Regions from separate parts of the Sus scrofa genome. Here all the other regions are linked to region 1. Evidence: chromatin contacts called from public HiChIP or PLAC-seq data. All regions are on one chromosome and are shown on one strand. Each heading gives the region's core, a stretch centred on a gene start, on an enhancer-like site or on the middle of the called end of the contact. The rest is flanking DNA. Distances are from core to core; before and after follow the strand shown. Region 1 overlaps CUX1 (protein CASP). Region 2 overlaps CUX1 (protein CASP). Region 3 overlaps CUX1 (protein CASP). Region 4 overlaps CUX1 (protein CASP).

Region 1 (7,168 bases), core at 3,340-5,839:
GTCCTGGGAGGTTCCTCCCACCCCCCCCCCATGGAAACCCATGTCCCTGCTCCCTCCCCAATAGCTGTGCCTCGGGCTCCCAATTCCAGTAAGAAGCGCCTTGGGGGGGGGGGCTCTGGTTTGCCCGCCCTCCTACCCAGCTCCTGCTCCGTGGAGGCCCTGGTACTTGGCATCACTCTGTCCCATCACCCTGACCCATGCCTGTGAGGTTGCTTCTGGGCCAGCTGCTCTCAGGGCACAGGTGGGCAGCGGGGGGGGGGGGGACTGACCTTTGCTGTGGGTGCTTCAGCAGCTCAAGAACCTGTGAACCTAGCTACCCAGGCCTGGTGGTCAGAACCAGTTTTGCTCATGAGCACAGCCCTTCTGTTCAGAGACTAAACTGTCGCTGTCAGTCTCGGTGACTCCGGCTGACTCCCTGACATATGTAAGCCCACTGGAACCCAGCAGGCCATATGTACCAGACTTCAGGTGGTACATAATGAGCAGGTGCTAAGGTACCGGAACCGCTAAAATGATTGTGGGAAGGCTCGCAGTTCTGGCATTAACCCCTTTGACCTCGGGCATCACTGTCGATGGGCTGGCAAGCGTGCGTCTCTGCCCCCCTCCACCCTCGAACCCAAAGCCTGAGAGTTCCTCACCCCCAAATGTGCCCTCCGAGGTACCACACCAACTGCTGTCACCTTGGTGCTCCTCCGTGTCCATGTCCATGTCTGGCCCCTCCTCTCCTGCCTGCCTCTCAGCCTTGTTTTTCAGTTATCTCTGCCTGGACTTTATTCTACTATGTAGGTTGTCTTTCTTGGTAAGTTCGATTTTTAAAAATTATAATATTTCTAATCTGAGACCTAGCTCCGGCCTTAGTTTGTAGCATTTCTTTTCTGAAATGGTTTGATCTGAAGATGATGTGCTAATTCCTGATGCATTCACGCTTAGCCACATCATCTTACTTGCTGACAAACGGCATGGTGACTTTGGTGGTGATGTGTTGAATTATTTCACTCATTTTGTTAATTCATTTGTGTGAAACCACAACTCTTTCTAGAAGGCGTAGATAAATCTTGCGTATCTACAGTCAACCAAAGTTTGCTTTATTAGTCACTTCAAAAAAAACTCTCCCCCTGACATGTATCGTGTGAAAGGAGACCGGGGGGACCCCGGGCTGGTGGCAGTCACGTGTGAGGTCCGCTGTCCTCACTGTGCTTTTGTCTTTCCCAGTTTCTGCAGTGGCCCTGGGTTACTTTTATAATCCACAAAGCATATAGTGTTGTTTTCTTAAAGTAATGATTAAAAAACACACCAGGAAAAAAAAAAACTTTTGTGCAGCCAATCTCTAAATCCATGGTTTTCAGAGTTCCCGTTGTGGCTCAGTGGTTAATGAACCAGACTAGCACCCATGAGGATGCAGGTCAACCCCTGGCCTTGCTCAGTGGGTTAAGGGTCCAGTGTTGCCGTGAGCTGTGGTGTAGGTTACAGACACGGCTCGGATCCCGTGTTGCTATGGCTGTGGTGTAGGCTGGAAGCTGTAGCTCCGATTCGACCCCTAGCTTGGGAACCTCCATATGACATGGTTGCGGCCCTAAAAAGACAAAAAAAAAAAAAACAAAAAACCCACGGTTTTCAAACTGAGTCACAATCGTGAATTCAGCTTAGTGGGTGGCGACTGGCTGGTTGGATGATAAATAGAATATAAAACGGAACAGAATAGAACAGAAAGGGTCATGGCTCCCGGCCCATAGTAAAGTTAGGTATTGATTTGTGATGCTTTTGTGTAGATTATGTGTATAATCTAAGAATGTAGAGTTATTGGGCTACAATGTAAAGTGAAGTTCTTCTGTGGCTCTCAGTCAAAAACCATTTTGAAAGCCGCTGCTCGGTGATTGTCACCAAAGCTCAGCTTCCAGAAGCTGGGGTCTCCGGCTGCGCTCCCCGCGTGCACACCGGGGAGGTGCACCTGTTCCTGGTGACACAAGGTGTCTGCTGAACCCATTGGGAACTGGCAGTCAGGAATGTTACCTGTCACATGAAGGCTCCGTCCTGGGCTCTGGTTCAGAGTCACAACTTCATATTTCCTTCTTGAGCTTCTAAAAACCCACACGGAAAATCTGCATCCGTGTAACTGGTTTGCTTTAGGGGTTGAGGAAGCAGCGCCACGGAGAACAGCCGTCTTGGGGGGACTCCGTCTTCCCCGCCTGCTCGCAGGTGTCTGGCTCCTCCAGGGAGGGGCGTGGCGGCCAGGGAGTGACCGGGAGGCAGAAGGAAGGAAGAAGGACCATCGCCCCGTCCCTACTCTCTCCTGGCCTTGCTGTGCCCGGGGCTCAGGGGAAGCTCGGGGTGACGCCTGTCTCTCAGCAGAGCAGTGAAGAGCTCAGTCACCTGCTCCCGGGTGACCCTGCTTTCTGGGGGGCAGAGGGTGTCGTGATGAAGGGGTGGTTTCTTGTCCTCAGTTACTGCTTATACATGCAGGGGCCCCAGGCTGCTCCTGAGTGGCTGGCTCCGTTGTTTGCCAGGTAAGATGGTTAAGACTTGGGGCATCTGAATCAGCAAGCCACCCAAAGGAGCCCCAGAGACCTGTCCTGCTGCAGCCAGGGCACGCGCAGGGGGCGGCAGCGGGGGGCGGGGGGGCCTCAGTGAAAAAACATCTCTAGACTCTTTCTCGTCGTATCAGAGTATCCTAAGGCCAAAAAGATTTTTTTTCTTCCTCAAAATCTCACTACTTGCTCATTTTCATTGAACTAAAGTAAATGGAAAATAGAATCAAAAAGCATGGGGGGAGTTCCCATCATGGCTCAGTGATAACGAATCCGCCTAATAGCCAAGAGGACGCAGGTTCAGTTCCTGGCCTCGCTCAGTGGGTTAAGGATCCGGCATTGTCGTGAGCTGTGGTGTAGGTCACAGATGCAGCTCAGATCCTGCGTTGCTGTGGCTGTGGCGCAGGCTGGCAGCCGTAACTCCAGTCAACCCCTAGTCTGGGAACTTCCATGTGCCTCAGAAGCAGCCCTAAAAAGATACACCCCCCCAAAAAAAACCAAAAACGCATGGGGGCCCATTGTTCCGATTCATGAGAGTGCCTTGCTTCTGGACCTCAGTGTTGTCACACACAGCTGGGTGCTCCTGGGGCGTGTCCCCTCCTGTGATCCCAGCAGGAAACCCTCACCTCCTCCAGTGATGAGGGAGGCAGGTGTGGCATGTACGTGGGCACAGGGAATGTGAGCCTGACGGGCACAACTCAGAGATCACAGATCCACTTGTTAGCTCTGCCGACGTTCCCGGAGGCCGCCTTTGGGGAGGCTCGGGGAGGAAAGCCGTCGCAATGCAGCATGGTCACTGCTGCGATAGAGGGGTTGTCCGCCAGCACAGCACAGGGTCCCCACAGAAGACAGATGGGCCACTCCAGCCGGGATGGTCAGAAAAGGGGAGGAGGGAGGCCGGGGGTGGGGGCTGGGCCTTACCATGCCTCTGTTTGGAGGGGCCACCTGGAGAGGACCTGTGGCCTTTGGGAGGGGGCAGGAATCCAGGGCAGCACTGCCACCCCTGCCTTGCCCTCCTCCCTCCGCCTGGGCTCCCCTCGGCCATGGGAGGGGGGCGGTGGGGGGGGGTGGCAGGCCTCCAGCCAAAGGAAAGGACTGTCAAGGAAGCCGTCCCAAAGGGGGTGACATGTGACCTGAGGCTGGGAAGCGGGCCCAGGTGAGGTGGAGCAAGGCTCAGACCGGACGAGCAGCCCCGGGCCAAGCACATACTGAAAGTGGTCCCCGAGCCGCAAAAAATGGAGAGAACGGCCTGAGATAATCATTGCTACTTTCTTTTAACTTAGGAGACAGTTGCTTCGGCCTTGGCGAGCCCACGTGAGGCTTCCCCCTCAGCCTTCCCCTCCGCTTGTATCTTCCGGGAAAGGTTTGTCTCTCTACCTCGGGCTTCAGGCCCGACCTACGTGTGTTGCATTAGACGAGACACCTCTTCGTTGATGTAGGGATATAAGCCCGCCGGGGGCAAATCTTTTCACAGACGGCCTCAAAACATTTCAAAACCGTGTGTTTTCTCTCTTCTAAGGAGGGCGTCTTAAACATTTCTTAAGGAAACACGCAGAAGGGCTGGGGGGCCTCATGGAACATGGGCTTTGAGTGATCACTGGGCCCACCGCTCGCCCTCTGTGTCCTTGGCTCTGCTGCTCGACCCCCACGTCTCTCTTTGCTCGCCCGTCCCTTGGGCATAGCAGCCAGGGCCCTGGCTGCCCGTGCAGGGTAACGAGGATGTGTGTGTGCAGCCCCCAGCACGGCGACAGCCCGGGTCGCTGTCACTCATCGCAATCAGCTCTTCTGTTGTCGAGGAGAGACTTGTCCCTGACAGGCCTGCACGGGGCGTCGTGGTGTGTGTGCGCTTCTGAGTTTCTCCGGCCTTGGGCAAGATGGACCTGAGCGGCTGGGTCTCCCCCCGGAGGTTGCTGGGAGGTGTCCCCGGGTGACTACCCCTGGACCCCACTTGGGACGCGGTTGGGAGCCCCCACTTACTGGGCGCAGCCGTCGGCCCGCGTCAGCTGGGCCTGCACGGCCGGCTGTGACGGGGCAGCAGCAGCAAAGTTTTCCATGTGGAGGCTTGAAGCGCAGTGTAATTAGCCTTTATGTGCAGAACAAGGACCCATTGATGAACACAGCTGGTCTTTGTTTTGTCCTGTCGTTGCGAGTGGGAGGTAAAGGCTGCTTCTTCATGTTTATTAATGCAGGATTCCTTAGACAAATGGCAAGCGCAGTTTAATATTTGTTGGAACATGGGGGGGGCTTGCCAAAACAGTTGTTGTGTAAGGACTGCAGGGTTTCGGATTATGACTGTTTCTGGGTTAAATAAATGAATTCTCTCTGCTTTTTTTTTTTTTTTTAAGTTAAAAAAGTACCCTCTTCCTCAGATGCTCACGTCTTCCCCCTCCTCTTAGCAAGTAAAGATGGAGCTCCCCAGCTGACGTTAACTTGGACATGCGAGCAAAATCGAGGGAGCTGGATTTTAAGATTGAAGGGGTTCCCCCCGCCCTGCACGGCCTTGGAGGTGAGCAGACATCTTCCGGCCTCCGGGAGAGAGGCCTGGACGGCTCCCGCTGCCCCCGGCTCCAAGCCCGGCCCGCGCAGCTGTCCGCTTGTGGTTGAGCTTAGGTCAGCGCTGCCCATGCGGGAGGAATGTGGCCCTCGCGGCCGAGCGACCAGCCTTCTGGGCGAAAGTGCAGGAATTCCCATTTTTGCTCAAGTCCGCGGCCACCAGGTTGCAAAAGGAGCTTCAGTTGTAACACACAGTCAGCTTGTTACATTCCTCTTAACTCGTGGGCTGAGGCTCTGAGCCTCCGATGAAAGAAAATATTGAATTGCGCTGAAATGCTGCATTTTTTTATAGCTAATGTTAGTCTTTGGAGAATTTGCACCTCCCAAACCCTTCCTGCCAGTAACATTCATATTTCTTAAGGTTACTCATACCATATTCCTTGCCTGTGTGCTTTTTTAAATAGAACCACATTGTAGGCACATGTCCTCACATAGGCCCTTACAAAAGAGACATGTAAGAGGAACTTCCCTTGGCTTCCTTTTAGAGTGGTTTCTTTCTATCACACATACAAAACCAGTGTTTTATCACAACATACAGTACACTCTGAGAAGGCAGAAAACTTTCCCGGGCGAGCTTGGCTTAGGGCTGTGTCCACTTGTTGAGGGGAGCCTGCACCCCTCCCCGCCCTGGGCAGAGATGGAACTGTGTGTCCCAGCAGGGCACGGAGGACTTAAGCAAGCTTCGAAAGTGGGAGGATGCCAGCAGTTGAAGACGTGACTCCGCCAGTGAGAAATGCAGCCAGTGTTCCCGGGGTGGGGGGACCCCCGGGGGGGCAGGGACCCAAATGGTCCACGCAGCCGGATGGCTCTGGGCCGTGTCACGGCGCTTTCCTGCGTGATATGTTGTTTGCTCTTTCCCGCAGTCCTGGAGGAAGTGTCTGCCCTGCTTGTTGCACAAAGAAACAGCCCTGGGAACAGAGTTCGGTCCCAAATGCAGTCCTTTGGACTCAAAGTCCGGTGCGCTCTGCGCCCTCCCACCGTGGCCTGGGACATCTCTCCCCTCCTAAGAGAGCTGTGTTACCTGCGTGCGGGCACGCCCGGTCCCGGGCCTTCCTGAAGGGTTGCAGGGCTTCTCTCTCTCTCCATGAGCCCCCCTGTATCTACCCTCGCAGACGGATTTCTCTTTTATTTATTTTTTTTGCTGCTCCGCAGCCACGACTCAGGAAGCTGGGCCAGGTAGGGCCCAGTACGCAGAATCCCCCCCCACCTTAGACAAATGTTACTTCTCCCCCTGATGGAGCTTGAAAGGACCAACCTCAGGGGCCTGAAATGGAGTCTCTCCGCTGTACCTTTAAGAGTGTAACATTTTCTGTTTCCTGGCTTTTTGATGAGTCATCAATTTCCAGTACGGGTTGCTGTAATTATCCTGGTTAGATTAATTTCCCTAAAAATAGAGAAGCAGTTACTTTGATGGTTTCGAGGGGATGGACTTGAATAAAGAAACTACTGTCCCTTAAACCTTAGAGAGTGATCAGACTTGCCAGGAATAACTGATGCCTTTTTTCCCCCCTGTACTTATCTGCAAAAGAGTGTGTGCATTTTCTAGAATTCCTGGGATTTTCCATCTCTGTACAAGCGTTTTGCTTCACACCTAACATGGGATGCCTGGGGGAGCCCTAAAGAGCTTTCCTTGATTTCTGCACTGACTGCATCTGTTTTGACTTCTCCAGCCCGGATCTGGAACTCTCCCAGTTTGGGGAGCTGCGCAGAAAGAAGGGCGTGGCTTCACAGTTTCAAACTCAGGTAGAAATTCTTCTGAGCGCCAGGGTCTTCACCTGTTCCGTGGACTCCAGGCAGTTCTAGAAGTTGCAAGGCACCCTGGAGAATTGGCAATCTCCTCCGCCGCCCTTTAGCTGGTCATCAAACGCTGCATCGGTGTTCCTGCCATGGCACAGTGGGTTAAGAATCTGATTGCAGTAGCTCAGGTCTCTGTAGCGGTGTGGGTTTGAAACCCAGCCACACCCAACGGGTTAAGGGATCCTGTGTTGACACAGCTGTGGCTCAGGTTCAGTCCCTGACCCAGGAAGTTCCGTAGGCCGTGAATGTGGCCATAAAAATGAATAAATAACGCAGGCATCATTTCAGGTGCT
Region 2 (7,168 bases), core at 2,593-5,092, 200 kb before region 1:
CTGCCCTGAGCCAGGCCGTGCTCAGGCTCACGGAAGGCTTCCCTCCCCTCTTCACTTCTCACAGTAGACGGGTCCCCATTTTGGCTCCGTCGATTTTCAAGTACTCAGCCTTGATGGCTCTGACTACATAAATAGGAACCTAATTTACCCCTCAACTCTCCTCGGGCAAGGTCAGTCTCTTCCTTAACACGTGGGAACCTGTCAGATAGGCCGGGTCATCTTTTCTTGGCATCACCCCTTCTGGTCTTCGTGTTCTGCTCTGGTCTGAGTGGCCACTGCCAGGCCCAGGTCCCCGCTGCCCCCCCTACCCCCGGCCCCTTCCCCATCATCCTGGGGCCTCCCTCTCCGTCTCTCCTGCTCTGGGGTCTCCGGAGGTCTGTGGTTTTAGTCTCTCATTTGGGGGGAACCCTCTCCAGGGGCTTCCTGATGGAGAGTGTCCGTATCTGGGACCCGACCAGGTCTTCACTCTGCCCCACGTCAGCCGTGGCTGAGTGTGGAATTCGGCTTGGAAAGCTCTGGCCCGGGGGCTGGGAAGCAGCAGCCGGCCTCCCGCTGGAGAGGGCGACCTGCCCTCCCGCCTGCTCTGCCGTCCTGGGCCTTTTAGACTCCGGTCGTGGTCGTCTTTTCAGGCATCAGGAAAGCTCGCCCTGGTGCGGGGCTTGTTTTCCTGCCCCGTTTTCCTGTCCTCCGAAACTTGTTATTCAGATGCCGGCCCCGTGCACTCGTCTGCTGCTTTTTCTCATTTCTCGCTTTCCACGTCTTCGCCTTTTTGGATGTTTTTTCTTGGAGAAGATCTCAGCCTCCCAATCTTTGTGAACTTGTATCCATCACATTCTTAACTTTGGAGCTTTCTCTCTTCTTCCTTCAGTGTTTCATTATTCTGACTTGTTCCGGTTCATAGATTCAATGTCTTCTGTCACTTCATTGGTGACTCTCACCGCACCTTAAAACAAACAAACAAAAAAAAAGGTTTTCTCTGGAGTTTCCTGGTGGCCTAGTGGGTTAAGGATTAGCATTGTCACTGCTGTGGTTCGGGTTTGATCCCTGGCCTGGGAATTTCTGCATGCTGCCGGCGAAGCCAAAAAAAAAAAAAAAAAAAGTTTCATGTTCCCTGTATGGATTTTGCTTCATTTTTACCTTTTTTGCTTTTTGGGGCCGTATCCGCAGTATATGGAGGTTCCCAGGCTCGGGGTCCAGTTGGAGCTACAGCTGCCATCCTACACCACAGCCCACGGCAACACCGGATCCTTAACCCACTGAGCGAGGCCAGGGATTGAACCCGCAACCTCATGGTTCCTCATGGAACTCCAGCTTCATTTTTACTTTTTCAAATCTTTAAGAAAACATATTATTTAATACTTGTAGATAATTGCATGTAACCCACTTTGGTTACAAAGTGTAATAATGTGATTAACACCTGTAAACTCTCCCCCCAACCCAAGAACCAGATGTCACCGTCACCAGTAGTTTGGAGTCGGCCTGAACACTCCTCCCCTCCCGTTTCCCTGCCTCCCTATCCAGGACACTGGCTACTGTCCTCAGTATTGTGTTTATGATGTCATCGCCTTAAAATAATGTGCCTTTATCACAGACGTCCCTGTGCTTAAATGCTCCACTATTTACTCTTGCTTGGGTTTGAGCCTTATCAAGAAGCAGCGTCATCCTTCTGCAGGTAGCAGCCTGGAACTTGCTTTTTGGCCTTATCCTGGAATGGACGTTTGTCTGTGATGTAGTAAATGTGGTCTTCCTTTTCTCCAATGTTTTTAACCCAATTTTGCGAATAGACCTGAATTTATTTACGCTTTCTCCTCTTGGTTGGTCTCTACTCCTTTTTTCGGTCTTTGTTTTGGTCTCAGTTTCCTCAAACGTCTGGTGCCATTTCATCATCTGCCTCTGCAAAGAGCAAGGCACTAAGATGCTTATGGAGGAAGCTCGTGTGGGTGGGGGTGAGGGTGGGGGGGTGGGGTGGGGGGGGTGGTCTTGCGGGCAGCCGACTGGTGGCCCTCAGTGTGAGTGATCAGCCCAGGTGTTCTGCTGGGGGGAGCCCCCCACGTGTCAGAGCCTGTGCCCACTTTCTCCTGAGAAGGCCCTGGTTCCCTGCCCTGAGGGGTGGTTGAGGCTGGAAGTCTGAAGGCCTGTCTTGAGGCCAAGCTGTGAGCTTTCTCTGGTCTGTTAAGGCTACTGTGCCTAGTTCAGCGGCTAGAAGGCTTCTAAGCGTTGGTGGGCTTCTGTTTTGCTCCCCCTTCCTGGAAGCCTAGACCTTACTGTGCCCGAGGGAGCAGAGGTAACTTGGGTGTCAAGCTGCCAGTTTGAGGCTGGAAGTCACACATTTCCAAGATCCCAAATGTAACGTACACGGGAAGGCTTTACGTCTCTGGCGACACTGGTTTTCTAGGAGACACGTCTGTTTTGTCTTTCACAGCAGTCTTTTGGGGGCTCCTTCCAGCCAGGCTGGGACCTGGGAGGAACATGTTGGGAATTGTCTTCAGAGAGGCTTTTCCTGAAACGCCTCAGACACTGGCCTCATAGTGCAGGGGCCTTGGTTGTGACAGAAAGAAGGGAGGTGTGTGGGCTTTGGAGCCTGAGGCCTGGTACTAGGTGGTAAAAGATGGGACCTTCTTAACTGGGTTATTAAAAAACACAAAGAAGGGAGTTCCCATCGTGGCTCAGTGGTTAACGAATCCAATAGGAACCATGAGGTTGCGGGTTCGATCCCTGGCCTCGCTCAGTGGGTTCAGGATCCGGCATTGCCGTGAGCTGTGGTGTGGATCGCAGATGTGACTTGGATCTGGCGTTGCTGTGGCTCTGGCTGTGGTGTAGGCCGGCGGCTACAGCTCCGATTCAACCCCTAGCCTGGGAGCCTCCATATGCTGCGGGTGCGGCGCTAGAAAAGGCAAAAAAAAAAAAAAAAAAAAAAAAAGCCCACAAAGAGGGAGAATCTGTGAAGTGCTGCTCTGTAAATGGGAGCTCCTAACCATGGTGTCCTTGGGGGACTAAGGTATGGCAGCCCCAGCTCGTGTCCACGTGGCACCTCGTTCTCAGCCGAGGCTTGTCACACTCAGGGACTAGAACGGCCTCAGCCTGGCTCTGCTGATCTCCTGCCCTGGTCCCCCCAACCCCATTATTCTCGACTCTCGCCTGTAATCGTCCCCAACACATGGACGCCCCGCTTCCTGCCTCAGATCTCCTCTCCCCCTTTCGCAGGGTGGGACCCTGTCCCTTGGAGCCCCCGGCTCAGCCCCTGCCTCCCTAAGAAGCCCTTTCTGCCCTCCGGGCCCCAGCAGCCCGGTCTCCTCGGCAACCCCTTATTCCTCTGCGGTGATCCTGAACCCCCTTCGTCTGGCCCGGTGGCCTTGCCTGCCAGGGGCCGCCTAGGGGGCTGTGGATTCTTTCTCGGCAGCGTCTCAGGTCTCCTCGGATGACGGAGAGGAGGCTTGGCGAGAGGTAGTGTTTTACCTCAGTGTGCAGGTGGCACAGTGGGCGTGTCCCAATTTAAGTCACGGCGCTCAGTCTGGTACTTCGTGTGCTCCCCCTGCGTAAAGAGACCCCCGAGGTCAGCTGCAAGCGTGCCAGTCGCCACCAGTCTTAAGTCCTTGGGATACGCACCCATCAGAAGGTTAGTGCTCCGTGGCAGCTTGTTCCTCTCATCGGAGCTGCGTCTTCATCCGCGCTCTCTGAGCTCCGTCGTCGCTGGTCCGAGCCAGTGTTCTCCACTCCCCCAGCGAGGGCCCTAAACACGGGCCGGTCGGGGAGTCGCCTGGGTCTGCAAAGGGAGGGGACGTCACAGAGCGATGACGCGGGCGGACAGACCTCACCGCCTCTGGCTGGAAACCCTTCCAGGGCTGGGCCTCTCCCACCGGACAGACGCAGCCACACAACCTGTTTCCTGCAGGCCCAGGGAACGCTTCCTCCTTGCGGTCGCTGGCTTCCAAAGCGGCCCCACTTCAACTGCCTCTCCGGCGTGGGGACGTTGGGGCGGCGGGGGGGCCCTGCCGCGGGGCCACTGCCGGGGCGCTTGAGGAAGCGCCTAGGGACCTCTCTTCTCCCGGTTCCCTCTTCATCCTTAAACCGAAACTGCTTTCTTGCAGCCAGAAGAATCCTGTGACCCCTCCGCATCCTCCTTGACCTCCTGGTGTCCCCTCGCTCTGGGGCTGCCGCCTCCTTGGCTCCCCCACGTGCAGCCCACGGGCCCCTGGGTGTTCGGACCTGCCCGCCCCCCCCAGCAGCCTCCTCCTCCATCCTCTCCCTTCTGCCTCTGCAGGCCTGCTCGGCTCAAGTTCCTGTTTCTGTTTGAATGAAGCCCTTCCGACCCCCTCCAGCGGGTGGAATCTGTCCTTCTCTGACCCCTGGGGCACTCCGGGGCTGCCCTATATTTCTGCCCTGGCCGCACCCAGGACGACTGTCCTCTGGGTCTTTGTTTTGTGCAGGGGGGTCAGCTTCTCTGCGCAGGGGCTGTGCTTGCCTCGGGCCTCGGCACCTCCCACGGTGCCACGCATAGAATAGGCACCGCATTCAATAAATGTCATAGTTTTGAAATACCTCTTGAAATAAAAAGAAATGCTTTTTTTTTTTTCCAGGAGTCAAAATGCATGGCTTTCATCCACTTTCAACACATAAAAGATGTTTTCAACACAGAAAGGCCTTTCACCGCTCTTACTTAATAGTCGGCTTTTGGAATGATGTGGACTAGAATGAAAGATGAACGCCTCTGAAATCAGCTGTTTTGAATTAAATAAAGCAGCGTGAGGTTGGAATCAGGTGAAGCAGGAGGCTGGGACTTAACCAGTGGCGGATGGATGTGCTGGGCGCAGAGGGCCTGGTCTCCCCACGCCGGAGGTGGGAGGGGCTGACCCAGCTCCTCCGGCCCCACTCGGCCCGGCCGACTAGGCTGTCCCCCCATTACCAGGAACGACATAGCCCTCCTGTGGCTTCGCAGAATTGCAGGGAGGCTTCAGAATTGCTCCTTTTGTTTTTGGATTTTTGGGGGGCGGGGGAACGGGGCAGGGTTTTTCCCCCTTAGCTGTTCCTGGTGATTTTTGGAGATCGGTCATCAGTAAGGATGCCGAGGCCAGGGGCGGGGTGTCTGGCTGCGGGAGCCGGCGTGGAGGCCCTCGCGGCTCTGTGGAGTCCGCCTGCGTGTTGGGCGAATTGTGCATCCGCGTCTGTGCCCTCAGTTTTCCTGCCTGCTCCACCTCGAGCACGGTGGCTAGGGTGCGCTGTGTCTAGCAGCCAGCTGTGCAGTGTCTGTACGACTAGCCGTCCACGTGCAAACTGACGGAAGACACTAAACCCGAAGCCTCACCAGACCTGCCGAACTGACCTCCTTCTCAGTGAGGCCAGGGGAGCCCCCCTCTGCCCCGAGGCAGGCTATTTCATGAGCTTCACCAACAGATGAGGGGTTCTTGTCTCCATTCTGGCTGGGGACGAGCTGCGGCCTTGCCTTTGACCAGCTGACAGAACTAACCTGAAGGTTCTGGCCTCCAGGTGGGCCGGCTTGTGATAAATCGAACGGACAGCCTGCAGCTGGCCTCGTCCCCTCCCAGTCCCACGTTTCCTCCTGTCAGGCTCATCCCCTGGCCCTGGGTGCTGGCAGGTAGTTCTTGCGGGAGCCGAATGGCCCCCTTAGGGCCAGCCATTCCCCAGGCGCTGTCTGGGGGATCACTTGGGGCCGTTCGGGTGGTGCTGTCCCGTGGGGACCCACATTTGCATCAGTGACCCCAGGTCTGACACTTGACTGAGTGTGGGAGCGAGCATCGCAGGCAGCTCCGCGCGCTGCGGGGCTCATGCCGCAACAAGGGGTGTCTCAAGCCGGACAGTGTACTTCAGCTGTTTTCAAGGAGTAGGGTGCACGACCAGGGCACAGATTTACAAAAAATGCAGTGTCTAGATCCCTCAAGGTTATGACAAAGCGAAGGCCGCTTCTGGCAAGCAAGTGGACCACAGTCTCACCCACGGCGTTTTGGTTTCTGTTTTGGGGGCGCTGGCGGGGATCCCACTGTAGGGACTTCGGCCTGCCCTGGTTGGTTGTACTTCCGTCAGGTCTCAGAGGGCCCCTTCTGGCCCCTTTCAAGCCAGCAGCCCCTCTTGGCCCCTCCCCCCCGACCGCCTCTTCTGCAGTGACTTGTGGTCACGTGAGCCACTATTTATAAAAGCTGCCCCGATCTCCCCCCCCCCCCCCCCCCGTGCGAACTGTGGCGCCTTAATGAAAGTACACTTTGGCCCTTAGAACGGGAACGGCTTTTAATCACAAGGACGCCCTCCTGTTTATTCATGGATCGTGAAAACCGGTACTCTTGTACCTTTCTTCCCTTGAAGAAATCCAGTACCGTCAGGCTTTCTAGATTCAAAGTAGGTCAGATGGCTAATGATTGAAAATGGATTGGCATCCAGAGTGTCTTTGGAGTCGTAAAGCTACACTCCAGGCTCTGTTTTTGTTTATCCTCTTATCATTCAAGTGACTGGATGGCAGCTGAGTTTGCAGTGGCTGCGGACCAGGGGTTAAGGGCAGGGCTGCAGTGAAACTAAGTCAGGCTTCCCTCCCTCCACCTGAGCCGCGAGGGAGGTGGGTGATGATTAACTCGGCGCTGTCGAAAATGCAATTTCTGGGGGCCGAAAACATTAACTTGTAAAAAATGATCTTAAATTACCAATTGACCATATCCGGGGCCGAACCTGCATGATTCAGCTCCTTTTAAAAATATCTTTTCTCAACAAATTGCTTCCTTAACATTTTAATTTGTTGATCATAAAGGAAGCTTGCCAAATATTAGCCGTTCTTTTCCATTTCCTACAGCTTCAAGCTTTCCTTATTTGGCATATTTCAGTGGAACTGTAAGGTCACTCCCTATTTTTCTTCCCAAATAACTATATTTATTGCTGTCAAGTATTGGCGGGTTTGATCCAGCTGTCATCAGAATGTTTGGAAATAGTGTTTTTTGCCAGAATGCTGATTTAATGATCTAATACTGACATGGCTTGTTTTCTCTGCCGACTTGATAACTTGTTCAATGAGCTGCTCTCTTTTTTTCTTTGCCCATTTTCCTGCTCTGAGTTTTATGGGGCAGTGTCTGAAAGACAGTGCTAGAAGAGTTTTGTGTGTTTTGTTTTTTGTTTTTACCCCCGCCCCCATCTCCTCTTTCTCTTTTTGGAGAAAGACCCGGATGGTAGC
Region 3 (7,168 bases), core at 2,512-5,011, 180 kb before region 1:
TTATCAGTGTTGCTTTGACTTTCCCAAACTGTGCACACACCTGCAGATTCTGTTTCTGTTTTGTCCTTTCTCAGAGCTCCGTGATAGTCCCCGATCCAGGCGGCCACATTCTAGGCACTGGGTTTCGCAGTCATAGCTGTTTGTGTCGCTGCCTGTCTCTGCTCTCCCAGCCACGCCTCTTGCCGAGCTGTGTGCGCCTTTTGACACTGTGCACCTGCACTGCAGGGGGCGCACCCGGGCGGAGAGTTGGGGGTCCCCAGAGAGGAGCATCCAAGAATGTGATCGGTGCCACAGTTTCCCCTCATGTGTTCCTTTTAGATGCTCCACTACCCTGTCACGAGGTCCACGTTTAGGACTCCTCTTTTCCTGATCCCTCTAGCCATGCATCGGTTACTTTGGGGGCCCCCCCTTTGTACCCTGGAGTGAGCTCCCCCATCCTTCCCCCCTGAAATAACGCCACATCCTTACTTAGGCCGCAGTTCTCTGTGTGGCACCGCAAAAGCAGTGAGACCTTTTAGAGCTGACCCCCCCACCCATGCCCAAGGAGCCAGCCACCAGCTGCAGCGCGGCTGACTGGGGTTTGGGGTGAAGAGTCTGCCAGTGCAGAGCTCGAGGAACCTACATGATCCAGGCTGACACGATGCGGGCAGGGCCCAGTGAAGGCAGGGGTGGCCGTGTGTGGCCGTGTCCCCGCTGGCCGTAGCCCGGCGGGAGCGCAGCCCACAGAGACCGAGCCACAGCTCCGGCTGGGATTTGGGTGCACCGGACAAGCCCACCTCCACGCAGTTGTGTTCCAAGGAGTGCAGGTTCCAAACCACAAAAGCAAACTGATACTTTTTAGCACAATGTGTGTGTGTGTGTGTGTGTGGTTTTTTTTGTTTTTTGTTTTTAACTTCATGGAAAAAGATGAAATGGCGACAAGTTTTTATGTAGAAAAAAAGTCTTCAAAATACTGTTAGGCTGAGAAGCATGCCTGCATTGTGGTAGATTCTGTCCGATGTTTGTACGTGATACAAACCTACGTGCTTAAGTATCTGGACATGGATTTTTCAGGGCCTTTGCAAACTCCGGTGGGACACTGTGTCCCCGGGGCTGCCTCCCGCAGTTGAGCTGCGTCCAGAAGGAATTCTGGGGTGTCCATGGGAACACAGGGTGCCACCCCCGTAGCTCTGAGTGACCTTGACGCTCTGTGCCCCTCCGAAGTCCCTTTGTGATGGCTTAAACCTGCACACATTTAGAAGTCGCCTCTCCTGTGGCTCTTAGAGTGTTCTCCCCTAAAAAGCCCTTTGAAACCAGGGTGGATGCCTCCCTCTCCTCCCTGTTTTATTTCTGGTTTGGAGCCCTTTAGAATAATGTAACTTTTTGCTTTATTCTTCTAGATAAATACATTCTTACACTTGGCATTTCAGAGTTTCTTTTTCAGGGGCTGTTGGCCTCTTCCTGGGTGAGGCTGGTCTTTCTGGCTTCAGTGGTCTTCAGCTTTTTTCTCGGGCTTGCTGCTCCCACTCTGGAGGCTCAGACAGTGTGACCCCGCCGCCTGGCCCACCTGAGGGCTGGTCTGCCACCTGAGACCCAGTGTGGTTCTCTGCTTCCATAGCTTAGCCTTGCCAGCAGATAGAAGTTCTCGCTGGGTGCCCGGCGGGCTGCCTGCAGGGTCCCTGGTGGAGTTCCAGGCGTAGCATTGATTCACCTGTAGGCTCTGTTCCTGCCCAGAGGCAGCACAGCGGCTCCAAGGAAGGTGTCCTGCTGGGTGACTTGTGGTCACTAGGCACAGGGCAGCCTGCTTCCACATCGAGGTGGCTTGTGTGGGGGAGGTGGCTTGTGTGGGAGAGGTGGCTTGTGTGGGGGGAGGAGACTTTGGGATCGTGCTCTGCTGATCTTCCCTGCTTGCAGTCAAGGAGGGTGGGGACGGTCACCTGGGGCAGAAGGGAAAGGTGACTTTGCTGGGGGGGACAGAGGGATGTGTTTGTGGCTGCAGTGCACACCTGGTCCAGAATGCTCTGAACGCCTCCAGGAAAAGGCTTACTAGGGGGAAAAAAAAAAAAAACCAGCTAAAGGCACACAGGACTCAGAGCACAAGAATATCCCGAATGCATTATATAATGTGCTCCATTCAAAGGAACATTGTGAACCAACTTAGGAAGAGGATCTTTTAAAATGGCTTTCCTAAAAATACTCCTCGGAATGGGTCACAGGCTTGGAGCACCTGCCTGCAGAAAGTCCGGTTCCAGCACGTAGGTCGCGGACGGCGCTTGTGAGAGGCCCAGAAGGCCCTGTTCCTTAGCCCCGGTGGAGCACAGCGTGAGGAGGAGGGTGTGCAGGAAGGGGCTTTGGGGGGCCTTTCCGCCTTATCTCGCGTCCCCCAGACCCCTCTCACTGGCCTCGTAAAGAAGCAGATGGCGCCCCAGGAATAGCTCCGAAATCACGCTGGCTCCTGGCTGAATGCAGAGGAAGGATCAGGACCATAAAGATTTGAAATCTCCCAGGAAAGGAAATTATTTCCTCCGTGAAATTATCGATGGAAGGGGAGCATTTAAAGAGACAGAAATTACGAACCCCGATTCAAGTTGAACCAGATACTGCACTTTAACCTTTTTGAGACTCGTTAATTTAAAAGCAAATAGAATGAAATATAGACTATAAAAGCAAATTAAATCATTTTTACACTTGCTGGGTTTTTGTGTCACGGGATTGGAAAAGCTAATCGAGAGAAGAGCGGCTTTTGGACAGAGGACCGTGGGGCTCGTGTCAGATCAAGCCGAGGCAGTGATCCTTCAGCAGCGGAGCGCAGCAGGCCGGCAGGGGCCCGGCTGGAGAGCCCCGCGGAGCCCCCTCTTAAGACCCATCCCAGGTCTGACCAGAGCGAGCAGAGGTTTAAGGAGCGAGCAGAGGTTTAAGGAGCAGAGGTTTAAGGAGCGTGTCTCTGATTGATGTGGGTGGAGCCCCGCCCCAGCAGTGGATGTTTTATGTGGAGGTGGGGGAAGCCGGGACCGTAGGTTACATGTATCTACCTGCAGGAATAAATCATTCTTTTGAAACATCACTAGAAGGGAGGGGGAGAGAAAAAAAAGCTGAAGATTTATCTGAAAAGGAAGTGGGACGTTAAAGTTGCTGGAGATCTCATTACTGTCTGTCTCGCTCACCGTAATTAAAAAATGCCTGAATGATCTTAATAACACATGATTCAGCTGACACGCACTAATTGCCCTGCATCAGGCCAAGAGGAGATGAATGCTGTCAAGAAAACCACAAGTCAGACAAGCTGATTCTCTCTTAGTCTGACACCGTGTTCCCATGTACAGACCAGTTTTTACTGGAGCCCTTCCAGCATCGAAAGCAGCTCTTCACCTTCCCATTAATTTCCATCGCTGGCAGGCCCGGGTTGTCTGTGGCGCGCCGTTCCCATCCCTCCTGCCTGCCGGCTCGAGAGCTCGGGTCTGCAGACGAGATGTAAATATGTTTCTTGCTCTTATCTTGGTCCTTTTCAAGAAAAGAAATCCGTTCCCATTCAATACGAATGCCCCGGTGGGCTTGTCAGTGAATTACGTGGCATTTGGGGATTGATTTTCTGACGCCGCCGATTTGTCAAGACTTTCTCGTGCCGTTTCAGCGATTCGACAGAACCTGTTGGACCCCCCGCATCCTGTGGTCGGTCCTCTGGCCGCAAAGAAAAGGGAAGCGGGGCCCTGTTGCCTGGGCGTCTGGAAGCCTCCTTACAGGGCCCAATTTTGAGGAAGGAAGGGAGGATACTGGCGTTGCTGCAGGACAGCTGAGTCATTCTGTCACTCCAGGACAAAATCGCAGCCCGGGTCCAGTGCAGCGCCGGTCCCCAAAGAAGGCCGAGCGCCGCTCCGCCCGGGCAGCGCGCTGGGGAGGAGGGTCTGTGGCAGCAACAGCGCCCTTGCTGTCCTTGGCCACCCACGCCTGCTCTCACATCTTGGTCCTCTGGCGCCAGGCCCTGTGCCGGGGGGGAGGCTCCTGTAACAGGGAGGGAGCTGCCGGGCAGGCCTCTGCAGGAAGACGAGGCACAGCCCACTGAGTCCGGGCCAGACCAGCATCTTCCGCAGCAGAAGCCGTGTCTGTCCCCGCCCTCCCGAGAGGCAGGCCGACTGGGCATGGAGAGATTGGCCCAGAAGGCTGGGAGCTGGGCTCCGGCTGTGGGACCCAGGGCCCGGTCCTGGATGTCTCTGAGCCAGCATCCCCGTCTGAGAAAGGTCCCCTGAGGGCCGCGGTGAAGTCCACACCAGGGCACGCCCATTGCAGTGCCGCGCGTATGGGCCTGGCAGCGTCACCCCCAAGGCTCGGGGTTTAGATGAGAGGGTTCACGTGGCCTCGAGTTGCACGTGTCCAGGGCACAGTCAGTTGCTGAGAAAGGAACTGACCTACAGCAAGAGGCGGATAAACCTAGCAAGAAATGAGCTGAGCACAGCGAGCCATTCCGTCCACTGACGGACTCAGGCCACCAGGTGCTCCCTGCTGGAGGGGGTGCCCGGAGCCACCCCACGCCGATCTTTGGGGCTCCCCTGATTAGCGAAGATATCCCTTACCAGAGACCTCTTTTCCTGAAACGAAAATGAAGTGACAATGTGTGATGGCTCTCAGATACTGTCAGTGTGACTTAGTTGTAGGAAAAAAAATCCTGAAGGAAACGGTGGGTGGACATAAAGCCAGGTGCCCTCTCTGGTGTCCCTTCAGAACCTGCGCTTGGCGGCCCCTCCCTTTTATCACCTTTTGACTTGGAAACTCAGGGCCTTTCTCTGTGCCCCGCCCACCACGGGTAGCCCTTCGTGCGCATGTTTAGGAAGAAACTGCAAAAGAATCTGTGTGGGGCTCGCTGCTCTGAGCTGGGCTCCTTGATGGGAAGAAAACAGCTTTCTTGATGACCTGATGGCCTCAGAGTCCCTGGAGGCCCCACCTCCCCCCAGGGCAGTGGACAGAGGGGCCCCCGACTCCCCCACCATGAGGGTGTCCGGGATTCGAAAGTCAGGGGTGAAAGCTTTGCAGACCTCCTCGGCCCTGCTGGTTCTGGGCTTTGCACGTGACAGCAGCTCTGCTCGGTGGTTGCCGCCTCGGTCGTTTAATTCGTGCGTAGCCCCCGAGTCCCTGGAAACCGGGACTCCAGAATCCAGATCAGCAACCAGTTCCAAAGCTCAGCCTTGCGGGCTCAGCTCACCAGTTTTAGGCAGTGAAGAGGATGGCTGTTATTTAAACTTCGTATGTCACTGATTTTTCATATGTAGGAGTGGCACTCATCACCTTTTTTTTTTTAATCAAGTTATTTATATCATGGGGCGAGTCTGTCACACGGTCTGAACGCAGAACGTTGCCATCCTTGTCATCAGAATCCTGCCAGTAATTTCTGTTTACAGTAGAGCTATTGAAAAGTATATTGGGATGAAACATAAGTTGTTGGCTTGCGTGAGGTTTTTATAATGTGCACATACAGATAAAGTTGGCTTTCGTTCCGAAGGCTGTGTCTCGTTCTTGTTGCGCTTTTATTAGCTAAAGTGGCAGGGTCCCCACGGCCCCCCGTGGCCTGCCAGGTGCCACTGGGAAATAGGGGGAATGGGGTCCCCAGCTGTGGACCTCGGCATCCCGCCTTATCTGTAGAGTCGTCCTGTTGGGAGTCTAGAAACTTCTGATTGCAGAACTCCTTTTTCCTCTCCATCTCCTTCCATAATTGCTGCAGGTCATCGTTGAACCGCCCCCCCCCGCCCCCCCAGGGTAGGAGCCCCACGGAGCCCCTGGGCCGGCAGCGGGCAGGCTTCCGCAAGGGAGCCAAACAGCCCACAGGCGGGGCTTTGAGACAAAACCCCACGTGGTGGTCAATTTCATGGATTACAGTTAATTCTGTTTAATGTCCTTTTTCCTTCCTTTTTGCCAAGTCCTATGCCTTATTAGAACATCGACTTTAGCATAGAAGTGCTTAAAACTTATTTGGCGCTTCGATAGATGTGACACCACAAACGTCGGATAAACGGGATTTGTTCTAATGAGATCTTAGTGATTCTTGGCCGTTCCTCCCGCCTCTTGTGGAATCCTGGCCCGTCCCCCGCCTAGTTCTGGTGGTGCTGGAGCGGCCAGAAGGCCCCTCTCTGGAAGCCTTCCTCACTTCCTCACTGGGTTTCAGGCCCTGTGAAGCACTGCCCCCTCCCCTCCCCTCCCTGTGCCCTCTGCTCCTGGGCCTATTTCTGTGATTTGCATGTAGCGGAAATATTTGTTGAACGGAATTATTTTTACACATGGGCCTTTCATGTGGCCACCGTTTGAGGTCTGTTTCCTTTGGCTGGAGGCTGGGAGAAGCCTTCCAGCGCCCCGGGAGTGCCAGTGGCTCCAGGTACAGGATGCCCTGCTCGGGGCTGGATGTGCCTTGTCTCCCCTGGAGGACCCCCAGCTGGAGGTGGGCGGCTGAGCGCCCCCATCTCCCCCGTCCCCACTGCAGCGTTCAGGGCCTCTAGGAGGCCTTCGGATTGACCCTTTTGGGGCACTGAGGGGAGGGGGAGAGGGGGGACTCAGAGCGGGAGGGATCTGCCCAGGGGACCCCTGACCACAGGCCCCTTGTCCTTAAAGGCCCCAGTCTCGCTGTTGAGATTTCCTTTTGGTTTCTCATCAGTTATTGAAGAAATACCTATGTTTTCCGAGGATCTGTCGCCCGGCCCTTTCTGATGAGGCTGTGGGCGTCAAGGACTAGTAGGCCCGGCTCGCCCTTCGAGTACCTCCTCTGGGTCGGGGCTGCTCCGAGGGCATCACACCTTCTCACTCAGCCAGTCCTCGCCAGCTTCGTTCACAGAGGGGCCGGTGCTCAGCGGGCCCCGTGTCCCCATCCCCCTGGGGAGGGAAGATGAGCCCGGAGAGGCAGGAGGAGGGTTTCCTGAGCCTCCCAGCTCCTGTGGACCTGAGCCCGCTGTGCTGAGGACCTTCTGGAACGTCAGTCCCCCCCCCCGGGGACCCTGTAGTGACCCAACACCCCCGAGATGCTGCAGCATCGTCGTGGAGGGAGCCGCCTGGCTCTCCTTCCTCCCACGGCCTCTGGGTCACTTTCTCCTGCTGCCATTTGGAGGCAGCTTGAGGCTCACAAGCACTTTCTGGCCCGCAGGGTCCTATGCTGCTCCCCAGTGACAAAGGAGCCCCACAGCCGCACCACCGCCCCCGCCCATCCCAGCTGCAG
Region 4 (7,168 bases), core at 2,435-4,934, 160 kb before region 1:
TTTGCATGTAACCTAAGCACATCCTCTCATATACTTTAAACCTCTCTGATGACTTACACTGCCTAATGCATGTAAATGCTATGTAAATCGTTGTAAATACAATGTAAATGCCGTGTAAATAGTTGCAGGCAGGTGGTGAATTCTAGTTTTGCGTTTTGGAGCTTTCTGGAATTAATTCCCCCCCCCACCAATGTTTTCGATCCCTGGTGGATTGAATCTCTGGATGCGGAGCCTACAGGCACGGGGAGCCAACTGCAGTGGCCCCCGGCACGGTGTGAAGTGAGCAGAAACCACATTTCTTGCCAGAGCTTACAGGCTGAGGGGCGCCTGGCATTAACCGAGCACCCAGGCAGCTGCGGGATCAGACACAGGATCACGGACCAGGATCGCCGCCAGGCGGCCCCGTTTGGGGAGTTGGGCACTCACCTTCCCTGGGCGAAAGGGACGAGGAGTCTGGGAAGTGGCATTTGAGCAGATTCCGACAGTTTCGTGGGAGAGAGAAGGGAAAGGCTTTCAAGCAGAGGGAACAGCCTGCCCCAAGGGCCCGAGGCTGAGGAGAGGCCCCAGCCTTGTGGGGACGCTGGAGGAAGGCCAGCTGCAGGGTGGCTCCTGGTGGTCTCATCCAGGCCTTTCAAGGTTTTGGGGCAGGGAATGACACGTCCCCGTCCCTGCAGGGTGTGTAGGTCCCCGTCACCTTACAGCTGCGTGGGGACTCATGCCTGTGAGGACGAGGGCGCCTTGCCGCCTCCGGTACCCGCCGCCCTGCCTGGGGTCCCCCCATGTTTCTCCTTCCCCCTTTGCTGCCCTGCCTGCTGTGGAGCGTCTCCTGGGTTGCGTGCAGGCCTGTCGGATTCTGTAGAAACCACAGCTTCCTGGGTGGGGTGCTCACTGCTGGCCACCGCCTGGCACCACATGACAGGACACGGGAGCCGGAGACGGCTCGCCCTGTCACCTGGCGGGGCGTCAGGGACCGCGATGGGGAGGGAGGGGACAGGCGAGGGTTGCGTGTCGGAAGAAACACTTGGGAGACGCGGGGTCGGGCTGGGGTCTCCACTTAAACCTCAGAGATAAGTGAAAACACGAGCGTCTCCCGAGGGAACGCTGCAGGGTTCCCCTTGAAGCGGAGCCGCCGTCCGTCCACACCCGCTCGCAGACCCAATCACACCTCCTGCAGGACCGCGGGGGAGAGCTTTGCCGGGAGTGAGGTGTCCAGGGGCCCTTATCAGTCCTTCAAAGCCTTTGTCTCATTACAGGGGAAAAATGAGATTTTAACTGATACGTGTTTGCTTTTTAGGAGGAGTCATTCCATTCACGCGTTGACAATCCAAAGGGTACGAAAGGGTGGACGGTGAAAGGACGGCCCCGCGCGGTCGTTTCCTCCCAGGGCGAGGAATGGCCCCAGGATCGTGGACCTGGGGCCCCTTCCCGAGCAGTCTTGTGTTTGAGCACATTGTGCGTGGGGTGGGGGGGACACTCAGGGTGGGTGACCTGGTCACTGTCTGTGGCTTCTGGTTGAACACGGCGTGTCTGCTTTGGCCGCAGCCCCCTCTCGGCAGCCCTTCCCCGACTTCTGTTCCCAAGGCAGCCGCCCCCCCCATCCCCGGGGTGACCTGACCCGGATCCTGCTTCCTTTCAGCCCCATTCATGGTCACAACCGGGGGCTGTGCTGGGTCCTGGATGAGCCGGGAGGAGGGGACGGAGGGCCGTGGGGATAGAGGCCATGCCACCCCCAGACCCCAGCCAGGGTGGCCTGGGGTTTTGTCTTTCACAAAACCCTGGAGCCCTTTCTTGCTGGCAGGGTGTTCTGCCTTACTGAACTTGAGCCTCTGTTTTCGTTTCACCAGCCTGGGCCCCTCTGCCCTATCGCTCTTCTTTGCCTGCCTGGTTTCCCCAATTGGACTGTGGGCACCTGGAGGTCAGCGTCAACTTTCAATGCACCTGTGCGTGCCCAGAGACCCCCTGGCCTAGCGGGGGAGACTGGATGTGGAATGCATTCCGCCCTGAGGTCAAGTGCGTGGCTCTGATAGTACAGAAAACCTCCCCTCGAAAGCGTGCTCACTGTGCCTCCAAGTGGACATGCGTTGTCTTAGTTACCTCCAGGGGTTGGAGGGGGCATCATTTGACCAAAACCACACAGGTTACAGCAGGGGTGGAGCCTGGAATCCAAGCCAGGGTTCTCTAAGGCCACGGTCTGAAGCATCTTCAGATGTCCTGAGTAGGGTTCCGGGGGGGGGGAGGGTGACAGGAGACAGGGGGACTGCAGGCCTTCAGCCCTTTCTAGCCAGAGTGTCTTCCATTTGTCCTGTGATTCTGTTACCGGAACGAGACAGGACACCCTCCAAGGACGACTTTCTGCAGAGACTGGGCTGGCCTTTACCTTTTCACTCAAGTGCTCGCCATTTCCCCTAATACAGCCGCTTTAAATTCTTAGATGGGGGCATTCCTGTTGTGGTGCAGCGGTAACGAACCCGACGGGTATCCATGAGGACTCGGGTTCCATCCCTGGCCCCACTCAGTGGGTTAAGGATCTGGCGTTGCTGTGAGCTGTGGTGAGGTCAGAGACGTGGCTCGGATCCGGCATGGCTGTGGCTGTGGCTGTGGCTGTGGCTGGGGTGTAGGTTGGCGGCTGCAGCTCCAATTCACCCCCGAGCCTGGGGACTTCCATTTGCCTTGGGTGCGGCCCGAAAAAGACAAGATAAATAAATCTCATGTAGGATTTGCTGTTGATTCGTTGGCAGATAAGCCCTAAAGAACCATCACATGAACCAATTCTTTGGATTAAAGTTAGGGGCAGTAAAAAGACAATACTTTACCCCTCAGATGCCTGGTGGCCAGGGTGTCCTCCCTGCCAGCCTGGGGTGCTGGGGCAGAGGGGACCCGGGTGTGTCTGCCCAGAGTACTGGCAGGCCGGGCCTGAGGCCTCAAGGAGACAGAATCTTACCGAAGCCCTGGTTTAAAGCAAACAGCTGACATACTCAGTTGGGAGGTGAGCGCTTCCAAACTGGTCATTGACGTTGTTAGAGACGTGTTTTCTTTGGGAGAAATTTCACCCACAGTTTCTTTTAAATAGGCAGCTCTATGGTCGCTTTTTATTTTTGTGTGTGTTTAATAAGCCTTTAATACTTGGCTGAGAGGCGGGAGTTCGGGGAGAAAGAAACCTCCAGGGTTGGGAGCTTTGCCCCTGGAGGATCTGTCGGAAACGGAGGAATAAGATCCCAGAAATTTGAGGCAGTGAGGAGAACAAGATCGCAGCGTCCGCAGCGCTTGTGCACTTAGTTCCCCCGTTTCATGGGCTGGGGTGTCCGCAGCCAGAGGTCCTCCCCTGGACCTTGTCGCGTCCTGACTTTGAAAGAGGCCCCCACAGTTCCTGCGCCCAGGTGCCGTCCTTTCCCGATGCTTTGCCTGTACCGGCGCCGGCTTTTTCCGTCTCCTTGGAAACCCCGGGGTTCAGAGGCCGTGGGTTTGCTGCCACCGTGGCCAACTCGCCATCAGCTGGGACCCGGGGCCGCCAGGCAGGCCTCTCCGGCAGGGGGCCAGTTCTGAGCAGTGGGGGGCCGCCCTCCCCCGCCCTGCCCTCAGAAGGTTGGGGCTCGACTGAGTGGTGTTCTCGGTGACGGGCCACCTCTTCCTCGTTCACACAACCTGAGACTGGCCAGTGTGCAGTGTGTTGTGCAAGAAACAGCTGTTGTTTTGACAACGGATGTGCCTGCCTCACTTTTTGAATCACCAGCCTGAGTCAGGGGGTCATCTGTCCAGGCCTCTGTCCCCGGGCAGGTGGACGCGGAGACCGCGCACTCGTGTGGGATGTGAGATACATTTCTGTAACCAGGTGTATGTGCATTTTTCACATGAGCAGTGGGTATGTGTGTGTGTATATGTATAATTAATGTATATTGCAGCTCTTCCAATTAGGTAATTCATGCATGTGGCAAAAGAGCAGAAAGACCTATGCTGAGGGTCGAGGCCCTGCCTCCCAGCTCCTCCCAGAGCGGAGCTCGGCTACAAGTGTCCTCCGTATCTTTCTGGAGACAGCCCAAGCTTCCGCAAGCGTCGGTATAGATACTCTTTTAAACAGTGTAGCGTTGTTTTACACTCTGCTTTTTTCACTTACATATCTTAAAGATCATTCCAGCTCATGCAGTAGGACTGTACTTTTTTTTTTTTTTTTTTGACTATTGCAAAATAGTTCTTGAATGGATGTGCCCATATGTTATTGCTGGACTTTCAGGTCATTCTAGGGTTTGGTTTTGTTTTGGGGTTTTTTGGGGGGTGCGTGCGTGAGAGAGTTTTTAATGCCTTCCAAATGCAGGGATGCTTCACGCTCCTTTGTGTGTGTGACCACTGGGGGCCTCTGAGTTTTAGGCCCCCACTGCCCCCTCCCCTGGAACGTTAAATTCCCTTTTAACGTGTCGTAATGACATGTGGCACTTGGAGGATTGGCAGGCTGGATAGATAAGAAAACAGTGTTTGGCTTTTGTTTCAGAGCCGTCTCCTCCCTTCGCGTTGTCCCCGGAGCCCTAGACGGCGTCCTCCAGGGGATTGGGTGGCGTTTGTTTAGTGGACTCTCCGTTGAAGACTGAGTCTTGTTCTGAGCAGCCAGACCCAGGGCAGTGGAGGCTCAGACTCTCATCCTCGTTGTGCCAGTCTGTTTCCGTGGTGGCCGCGGTGGTTCCTCCTGCAGGCCTGTCTGCCGTGTCGGCACGGGTAGGGAACTGCCGGCAGCGGGTCACCTCGGGCACCCTGGCCCTGCGGCCCAGCGATGGAGGTGGGTTTGCTCACCTTCCATCAAGTGACCTGTGCCCCCGCCATTGGCCTTCCAGACTGATCTGCCCACAGAGCGCCCCCCGCCCCCGCCGGGCCGGGCTGGGACCTTCAGAGCGAGAAGAGCACACGGGGACCCGAGGGTCCCAGAGGGACCCACAGACTCCATGCTCTTGGGCTTCTCCTGTAGTGCTCCCCCACGGTCCCCAAGCTCTTCCAGTTAGATGGGAAGGCGGGGTGGCAGTGGGGACCCCATCGTCTCCCCTGTGCCCCCAGCATCTAGCCCCTGGCGGCAGAAGTCACCAGATGCCGTCTGATTAGGTGACACCCCCTCCCAGGAAGTAGGGCCCTTGTGGGAAGCTCTTTGTTTTTCTCCAAGTTTTCTGCATCTGTGTGTGATTGGAACCAAACATCAACTTGACTTTTTTTGTCATATTTCAATATTGGCTTTTTTCCCCCTTTCTTGAAGGCTCCTTTTATAACTTGTGCTGCTGCTGCTTAAATATAGATGTCTAAGTCCTCCTCCTTACCAGATTGTTTATATTTTTGAGAAGCCTTCTGCGAATCTCGACTGCTCTCTCCTCCGTCTTCGTCCCCACGCTGCCGCATTGGGTTCGGTTGCTCTTTTTTCCCTGCCTTCGCTGGCGGGCGTGTGTTTCAAATGTGGTCTGTCCAAATGTGCAGTGTCTCCCTCTTTTCTGCAGTAGCTTCGACATCTGTTCTTGGATCCCAGCCCACGGTGCTCTTTTGGACCTGCTTGCCCGAGATTTGCGGTACCGCCAGAAGCCCGCGTGGTGTGGCGGGATCGCCCCCACCCCCGGTTCCTTGCCGACCGCCCCCCCCGCGCCCCCCCCCCGCCGCCCCCTTCAAAACGGTCTGCTGTTTCCAAGTCGACAGCACCCCGGATGTTTGCTCCAGCACCCTGCCATCCCGGCTGGCAGCGGCCCCCCGCCCCAGTCGGGGCACCAATGATGGGATCTCCAGCAGGGCTTGCAGCCGCCTTCGCTCACTTCCGGCAGCAAGGAAGCCGGGGTGGACGGAGGCGGCTGGAAAAAGACACACAGCTTCCGTGGAGGTCTGTGGCTGGATCTTCAGCTTGGCTTTTCCTCGCCTTGCCTGGCTCTGCTGGGCCTCGGTCCCCACCATCGACAAGCCACTTGGAGCACCTGCTTGAATCCTCAGCGAAACATGCCAGTGTGTGTCTTTAGTGGCTGAAGCCACCCTCTCGGTGGCTTCGGGAACGTGTCCTTGTGCTCCTGCTGTCCGCCTGGGACACCATCCTGGGCCCATCTGCCGCAGGCTTGTTCCAAACAGATCCTCTTGGCAGCTCCTCCCAGAGTTTCCGAGGCCAGGACACAGGTCCTCTGATGCTCTGAGTGTCGGTTTGTTGTGTGTGACAGAGGTCTTCTGACGGGGGCCACTCCCAGTGGGCCACAGAACGGGCTGGAGGGTAACGCTCCTTCCAGGTACCCTCCCCAAGTTGGCAAGACCCCGGGAACTGCTCTACTTGGGACTTGCCTCTTAAGGTCCCTCTTAACCTGAGCATGATGTCCGGCCTATAGTAAGCCCACCGTAACCATTTCTTGACCAAAACCACATCAGATGTGACTGCAGAAGATTCCAGGCCCAGCCTGTGGAAGGAGAGTCAGACAGGATGCCCCACGTGCAGCCAGGAGGAGAGTGGCGGGCCTGAGCCCGGAGACTGGCAGGAAAGACACTTGTTAAGAGCAGAGACTCCGGGAGGGCTGGCATTTGGGCACCGGCCTGACTCTGGCTTCAACAAAGAAAAATGCACCTGCGTGTCATTGTATCGTAGAAGCAGTTGCTCGTGAGGTGCGTGTTGGTAGACGTCGCATCAGGCTGAGTGGCCTTGGTTTATCTCGAGTCAGTCACGCACGGGGATGGGCGGGAGCTTGGTTTTTGTGCCCGGGTCCCTTTCCATCAAGCCACCAGCCCTTCCCCATGTGCTGACCTAATGCAAGTGGGCTCTTCTCCCATATCAAGTGCAATTACAATCTTGTCTTCCCTTTCTGTTTCTCTCGACAGAGGGAACTCGATGCCACCGCAACAGTATTGGCGAACCGGCAAGATGAAAGCGAGCAGTCCAGAAAGCGGCTCATTGAGCAGAGCCGCGAGTTCAAGAAGAACACTCCAGAGGTGAGGCGGCGTTTCTGTCCCGGTCTCCGAAGGGGCGGGCAGGAGCGGGGCGTGTCTTACTGCCCAGGGCACGTTCAGAAGACGTGTCACAGGCATCTCACTCCCAGCAGACCCGCGAGCTGCCACTTCCTTCCGGCCGGCCCCGTTGTTCTGGCCGGTGGGTGGCGTGCCTCTGGGCGGGCTGGGGTCGGGATGGAAGCCCGAGCGAATTCCAGGCGCCGGTGCTGAGAAAGCTGGGTGTGCCAGGTCA

What was found. HiChIP or PLAC-seq counts read pairs in DNA pulled down with a chosen protein or histone mark.
Region 2: an H3K27ac HiChIP or PLAC-seq map of skeletal muscle shows a contact between it and region 1. The contact joins two enhancer-like sites. A contact is called at or near these places in 2 of 2 datasets of contacts at active chromatin or transcription factors (alveolar macrophages and skeletal muscle).
Region 3: an H3K27ac HiChIP or PLAC-seq map of alveolar macrophages shows a contact between it and region 1. The contact joins two enhancer-like sites. A contact is called at or near these places in 1 of 47 Hi-C or Micro-C datasets (epiblast stem cells) and 1 of 2 datasets of contacts at active chromatin or transcription factors (alveolar macrophages).
Region 4: an H3K27ac HiChIP or PLAC-seq map of alveolar macrophages shows a contact between it and region 1. The contact joins two enhancer-like sites. A contact is called at or near these places in 2 of 2 datasets of contacts at active chromatin or transcription factors (alveolar macrophages and skeletal muscle).

What each region holds. Positions count from the first base shown.
Region 1 is chr3:9,540,697-9,547,864 of Sscrofa11.1, forward strand. The region is part of intron 8 of CUX1 (protein CASP); the gene reads left to right. Among named protein-coding and RNA genes, the nearest start is that of SH2B2, 130 kb to the right of the region's middle. Within about 2 kb of position 4,590, at least 22 of the 83 cell types and tissues checked have an H3K27ac peak or open chromatin away from gene starts, as enhancers often do. A contact at or near this core is called in alveolar macrophages and skeletal muscle, where this site is marked.
Region 2 is chr3:9,341,894-9,349,061 of Sscrofa11.1, forward strand. All of the region lies in intron 1 of CUX1 (protein CASP), which reads left to right. Among named protein-coding and RNA genes, the nearest start is that of CUX1, 28 kb to the left of the region's middle. Within about 2 kb of position 3,843, at least 40 of the 83 cell types and tissues checked have an H3K27ac peak or open chromatin away from gene starts, as enhancers often do. A contact at or near this core is called in alveolar macrophages and skeletal muscle, where this site is marked.
Region 3 is chr3:9,362,275-9,369,442 of Sscrofa11.1, forward strand. All of the region lies in intron 1 of CUX1 (protein CASP), which reads left to right. Among named protein-coding and RNA genes, the nearest start is that of CUX1, 49 kb to the left of the region's middle. Within about 2 kb of position 3,762, at least 18 of the 83 cell types and tissues checked have an H3K27ac peak or open chromatin away from gene starts, as enhancers often do. A contact at or near this core is called in alveolar macrophages, where this site is marked.
Region 4 is chr3:9,386,102-9,393,269 of Sscrofa11.1, forward strand. CUX1 (protein CASP) reads left to right here. Exons shown (of 23, transcript XM_021086269.1): 2 at 6,808-6,918. Among named protein-coding and RNA genes, the nearest start is that of CUX1, 73 kb to the left of the region's middle. Within about 2 kb of position 3,685, at least 15 of the 83 cell types and tissues checked have an H3K27ac peak or open chromatin away from gene starts, as enhancers often do. A contact at or near this core is called in alveolar macrophages and skeletal muscle, where this site is marked.